Regions from separate parts of the Mus musculus genome. Here region 1 is linked to region 2. The links are chromatin contacts, called in public HiChIP or PLAC-seq maps. All regions are on one chromosome and are shown on one strand. The core of a region is the stretch at or near the end of the contact, and the rest is flanking DNA. Distances in the headings are between cores, read along the strand shown. Region 1 has its middle 5.8 kb from the start of Gm7550. Region 2 holds the start of Egln3 (egl-9 family hypoxia-inducible factor 3).

Region 1 (2,700 bases), core at 186-2,685, 180 kb after region 2:
GAGAGAGAGAGAGAGAGAGAGAGAGAGAGAGAGAAAGGCTTTTTAACTCATTTTGCTACATCTCAGTTTTATCTCATGCAACAACACCACAGAATACAGAGTGGAAAGACTGGAGTCTAATGAACACCTCCTGAAGTCCAACATGTGGTCTCATCCCACGGTTCCCCTCCCCCTTTCCTCCCAGAAAGCTGAACCTCACAGTCCAAGAATGTCGCTTCTGACAGAGGGCCAACAAGAGCAATCCCAGTGTGCCACAGCTTAGCTTTGTCTTTCTTCAAACATTTCTTAGTTAACTTATTTCAGCTGATCATCTAATGTAATTACATCATTCTCCTTCAACTTTTTTTTTTTTCACCAGATAAAGAGGCTGCTAGATTTAGACGTGTAAGATGACAGGTAATTAGTTTGTATTATAAGTGAGCCTTTGTCTGGAATTTCATCTGTCTCAGTGATAACTAAGCAATTGGTGAGATCCTGATCATCTCGGCACCAGAGTTACCTCCACCCCTCTCCAGGCTGAGTACTATGCCTTGACCATTTTGAGAACATTTTCTATACATTCAATGTCCTTGACTCTTTGCAGTGAAAATGTTGTCTAAAGGTAAGTTCCAATCTCATAGACAATTCTAGTGCTGGGTATGGTAGTGCCTATCTATAATGCTAGTACTTGAGATACAGAAGCAGGGTTATCAGGAGTTCAAAGGGCATCCTCGGTTACACATAAAGTTGATGCCAGCCTGGTCAAGATGGCACCCTATCGCAAAAAGTCAGAAAGGGGGAAATAAAAAGAACCCACTAATTCTATAGTTAATTCTGAATCCTTTCAGCATTAAGACATGTTTCCCATAAGGAAGTCAGTGGTGTGCAGAATTACACGTTTTTTGTTTTTGTTTTTACTCTTCTCTAATAATTTTGAAGATGCTTTCTTAACGAAGTGTGAGTCTTTGTAAAACTACTTCCTTCCTAGGAGGCTGACTGCCTTCTCATTCAGAACTCTGCTAGGACACCCTGGGTGAGAGACTAAGAGGTATATGTTAGCACTGCTGTCAAAATGTGTGGTCACCAAAGCACCTTAGCTCAAATGGGCACACCCAACAGCAACCATTCTGCTATCCCCTCCTAGGCCTTTCTCTGTTCTAAAAATCTTCCCTATTCTACTAACACTCGACAGAGGATCCTTATATACTTATCACAACAAACTACATAAGTATTAAATCAAAATCTGATTTCATCTCCCAGGGCTGTGTCTAAATCCAGTTCTAGGATTTTTCTAGGTCACAGACCCCCAAGGTCCTTTGCTTGGCTGGAGGACTAGGCACCACTAGGAGGGTGGTGATACTGGTAGAGATGGAAAGAGTCGGCACAACCACAGTAGCTATCACCAGATACAGAATAGGGGAGAAGTGAGTGGCTACACTTGCCAGCTTTACAGTGGACAGCTGGGCTGTGGCTGTTTGTAATTCAGTCAGGCTTCACTCTGCGACCGTTTCCTTTGTGCAATGTGTGTGCAACATGTATTTCAAGTGCTGACATCACCACTTGGCTTTCATACCATGGCCCTGGCAGCCGAGAGCAAACACTAAAAGTTCTTGCAGGGTCCTATAACACACCACCAAGGTTGGTTTCCTTTCAGCATCTCCCTTCTTTGTAGGACATTAATTTGTTACATTTTAACCTTTGAAAGGAAAAAAGTATCGGCTCAAGACACCCAAAGACCAAGTTCAAAGGAGATTTATTTGCCCCAGAGGGACAAATGATGGGTAACAAGAGAGGGAGATAGAAAATGAGGGAGAAGGGGAAAGAGCAGGGGAGAGGGAGAAGGGATATTTGTCCCAGAGAACAAAGGACTGCCTCTGGATAGAGAGGAGACAGATGTGGCACATAGAAAAACGATGGTTTATTAGAATGAGGTGTGTAATTTTGTTTGGCCACGTTAGTTAGGTAAGTCAAAGGGGGCTTTTGATTGCAGGCCTTCAATACTTTAATAGCTGGACCTTGGTAGTCAGCCTTAGGAGGAGAAAGTGGTCAAATAAAGAAATAGCCCTTGGTGGCTAGCTTTAGGAATGTAATCTAAGGGTTTTTAGCAAGGCAGAAGGAATGGGGAAGACGAACAACGCTTGCCGGAGCCTTTTGCTCAAGTGGGCTAATATCCCTTCAACCTTGTTTTTAGGAAGTAGAAAGAAGGTACTGGCAAAAAAGGAAAGAAACAGTTCACAATCTTAGTCTATTCCATTCAAGATAGAAGTCATCACAGATCCAGAAACTTCTAGTGGGGCACTCATGGGCGGGCACACTCCTGAGTGCTTAAGGAAAATGGGTGCTGTGGCCCTTAGTATCCTAAACAAATCCCAAGCTCACCCAAGGCTTTTTGTCTCAGGTTGGATAAGCTTTGGTCAGTCAAGTCCAAGCCTAAAGTCTCCATCCCACCAACCCACCGCCTTTCTGATGTGTTCCCATCCCTTCCAGTCAGGCGGCAGACAAGGGTATCAAAGAAAGATGGGTTTATACAAACAGATTTTTCTGGATCTTCCCCCATTCTTAGGATCCTAATTCCCTGGGCACTCTACAGACACATGTTTTTTGAACTCTTTGGTAGCAGAGCCCCTGATAAATAAACCATAACAGGATGAATTAAATTTGTATCACAGCATCTATCTCTGTGTATGAAAGGATCCTCTGGTCTCATTCTTAGAAGCTTTA
Region 2 (2,700 bases), core at 108-2,607:
ATTACGGGCTATGAGAACAACAAAAACAAGGTTTCTACCCAGAGGTACCTCACCACTCTCTTCATGGACCTTATCAGGTTGTTTGAGTGGATTTTGCCATGAGTTTATAGGAAAAGAAAGGCGATGGCGTGGGGCTCAGCACTTGGGCTGAGGGGTCTATGAGAATTCTGAGCCCCAGGGCTCAAAGGCTGCAGCAGAAGTGGAGGACTTAACCTTGTCATACCGAACTCTTCCCTCCCACCCTACCTAACTCTACAAGCCAACTAACACAAGGCAAAAATTAGACTTGCCTCTAGTAGAGTTAAGAGTGCCTCTGGCTACTGTGAAGGGCAGTACCGGGTGGCTTTAAAGGAGGCACTTCGGATCATGGACATGCGTGTCGCAGTGTTTCCAATATCTTTTCCCTCCACCAGCCAGTTGTCCTTGCGGTCATCACCAAAACCAGGGCAATTCTTTCAGAGTCAGCAGAAGCTCATCATCACGAGACACCTGAGCCCCTTAACGTGGACTTTTGCTTAAGGGGTTAGGCCAGGAGGTGGAGGGGACGCAAGTAGGGCAGATAGGCAAGCTGACTTCTTGGTTAAAAACCAAAGTTCGCTGCACCCCAGCGAAGGCGACACAACACTCCGAATGAAGGCTTCCCGTCCCCTGCAGCGCAGCTGCGGCTGGGCACCCGCACGCATCCTACCTTGGACCGCTCCTTGACATAGTATTTGCCCAGCCGGCTCCCGCAGTACAGGACCAGCCGGTCGATGAGGGACAGGAGGAAGTTGATGGCCTCGCAGCCCTCCTCGTTGCCCCCGATCCACGTGATCTGGTCGCCTCGCAGGTGCCGCTTGGAGACGCCGGCGCACGGCCCGGCCAGCTGGCCGTCACGCAGGGCCCCGTTGTAGTGCAGCTGCTTGACTCGCTCCAGCACGCAGTCGCCCACCACCTCGCCTAGGAAGTTGTCCAGGTAGCAGAAGCCGACCTCGTGCAGACAGGGCACGATGTACTCCAGGGCGATCTTCTCCAGATCCAGCCTCATGATGTGTCCCAGAGGCATCTCGCCCACAGAGCCGAGGCCGGGGACCCCCAGGGTGCACGCACCCAGGGCTTTCCCAGCGCGAGCGCACAGCGAAGATGCGGAGAGCCGGGCCGGGGACTCTCCCACCTGCGGTGGTCACAGTCCCCGAGCCACTTTAGCTCCAGAGGCGGGGAAAGTTGCTCGAAACTCTGAAGAGAAGGGATCCCGGCTCTGGGACCGGCGGGAGCAGTGTAGGGCTCCGCCACCCAGCGCCGGACTGGCCCAGTGAGAAGTCGGAGGGCCCTTTTTGGAGATGCAGAGCCACCGCCGCGGCGGCCGTGGCCGGGGGAGGAACGAGAGAAAGCACCGCCTTGACCCCAACGTCATGGTCCCGCCCCCGGGACTGCCCTCCTCCGGGCTCTTCCTCTTGGACTGGTGCTGCGGAGCATCTGGGTGAGCTCCACTCTAGCTAACCTGTGTGTGACCCAAGAAAGGGCTGGATTTTTTTTTTTTAATGCTCTCGATTTGCATATTGATTTGCGTTAAATCCCCTAACAAACTTGAAAACCTGGATCTCACGTCTGAGATGCACATGAACAGTTTATTGCCACTTTCTGGGCTAGTCACCTCTCTGGTGACTATATTTCTTAAACATTAAGGTTTAAGCTCTACCTAGTGTCTTTCCTTCTTTCCTCTTCTGTTTGATTCGGGTCTGGCTGTTCCAACCCCTGTGAGAGAGAGAGGTGAATTTAATTTTAACCAAAACTGACTGATTCATTAACAAACATTCCCCTTGACCTCCCCCCACCCTGTGTGCCAGGCTGGTGTGTATCCCCTGAGAAGGGAGTGGAGGACAGAGAGATAGGGAGGCGCCCCGGGAAGGGAGAGCACTGCCAAATCCTGCAAATTTTTGTATTTTGTCCTGCGGGAGATGTTCATGCACCATTTATACTCAAGCTTTTTACTAAAAGGTTCTGAAATTCTCTCTCAAAATCACTCGCACTCTCCCCAAAAGATACACTGTGTTCCAGGTCTCTCTGGCTTCTACTACATGCAACTTGCACTAGAGCCCTAGGCCCTACCCAAAAGGCTTAATTATCTACTGTAAGGTGGTCTCTATACAGATTTCTGATGCCCTTTCCTTCCAAATGAGAGAGAGAGAAACAGAGACATCTAAGACAGAGGGAAAGAGAGACAAACACAGAGAGACAGAGAGACAGAGAGTCAGTTCACATCTTTGCACATTTAGATTTTCAGTTAAGTCAAATGAAAAACTGCACCGATTTTTCAAGCATCACTAATTTTGGACATAAAGTCCTTTTTGCTTTTATTCTCTTCCCAATAGCCCCTCTGCTCACCTTCTCTGAGGGGAGAAGTGGGGGTGCAGTTCATGTGAAGGAGAGGCAGAGGAGGAGAGAGTGCTGACAGACTGGGAAGAAGGCTGTATTGTAGTCAGTGAGGGCAAACAGGGCCTTGGGGAGTGGCAGTCAACCAGAGAGGGTGTAAGCAGCTTTGAAGAAACCTAACTAGCTCCATGGAGAACAGGGACCCTGTTAATGGCCTTGCTCAGTTGGCCTCTTCCATATGTCTGTCCAGGAGAAGGTGTATTTCCTTAGGGTAAAGGCTCAACTTCAAGAAGCTGTTGTCCAAAAGCCCATAGCAGCACTGGGGTGACAGGAGCCCATGTCCTTGAA

The links. HiChIP or PLAC-seq counts read pairs in DNA pulled down with a chosen protein or histone mark.
Region 1: a contact with region 2 is called in an H3K27ac HiChIP or PLAC-seq map of VIP interneurons, with 4 times the contacts expected there. The contact joins the enhancer-like site here to the promoter of Egln3 in region 2. A contact is called at or near these places in 1 of 39 promoter capture datasets (liver), 2 of 484 Hi-C or Micro-C datasets (macrophages and nephron progenitors), 12 of 115 datasets of contacts at active chromatin or transcription factors (CD8 T cells, the SCID.adh cell line, VIP interneurons and 9 more) and 2 of 9 other capture datasets (adipose tissue and liver).

What each region holds. Positions count from the first base shown.
Region 1 is chr12:54,384,131-54,386,830 of GRCm38.p6, forward strand. No RefSeq gene overlaps it. Among named protein-coding and RNA genes, the nearest start is that of Gm7550, 5.8 kb to the right of the region's middle. Within about 2 kb of position 1,436, at least 31 of the 459 cell types and tissues checked have an H3K27ac peak or open chromatin away from gene starts, as enhancers often do. A contact at or near this core is called in VIP interneurons and neural progenitor cells, where this site is marked.
Region 2 is chr12:54,202,517-54,205,216 of GRCm38.p6, forward strand. Egln3 (egl-9 family hypoxia-inducible factor 3) reads right to left here and starts at 1,358. Exons shown (of 5, transcript NM_028133.2): 1 at 689-1,358. The coding sequence starts at 1,045.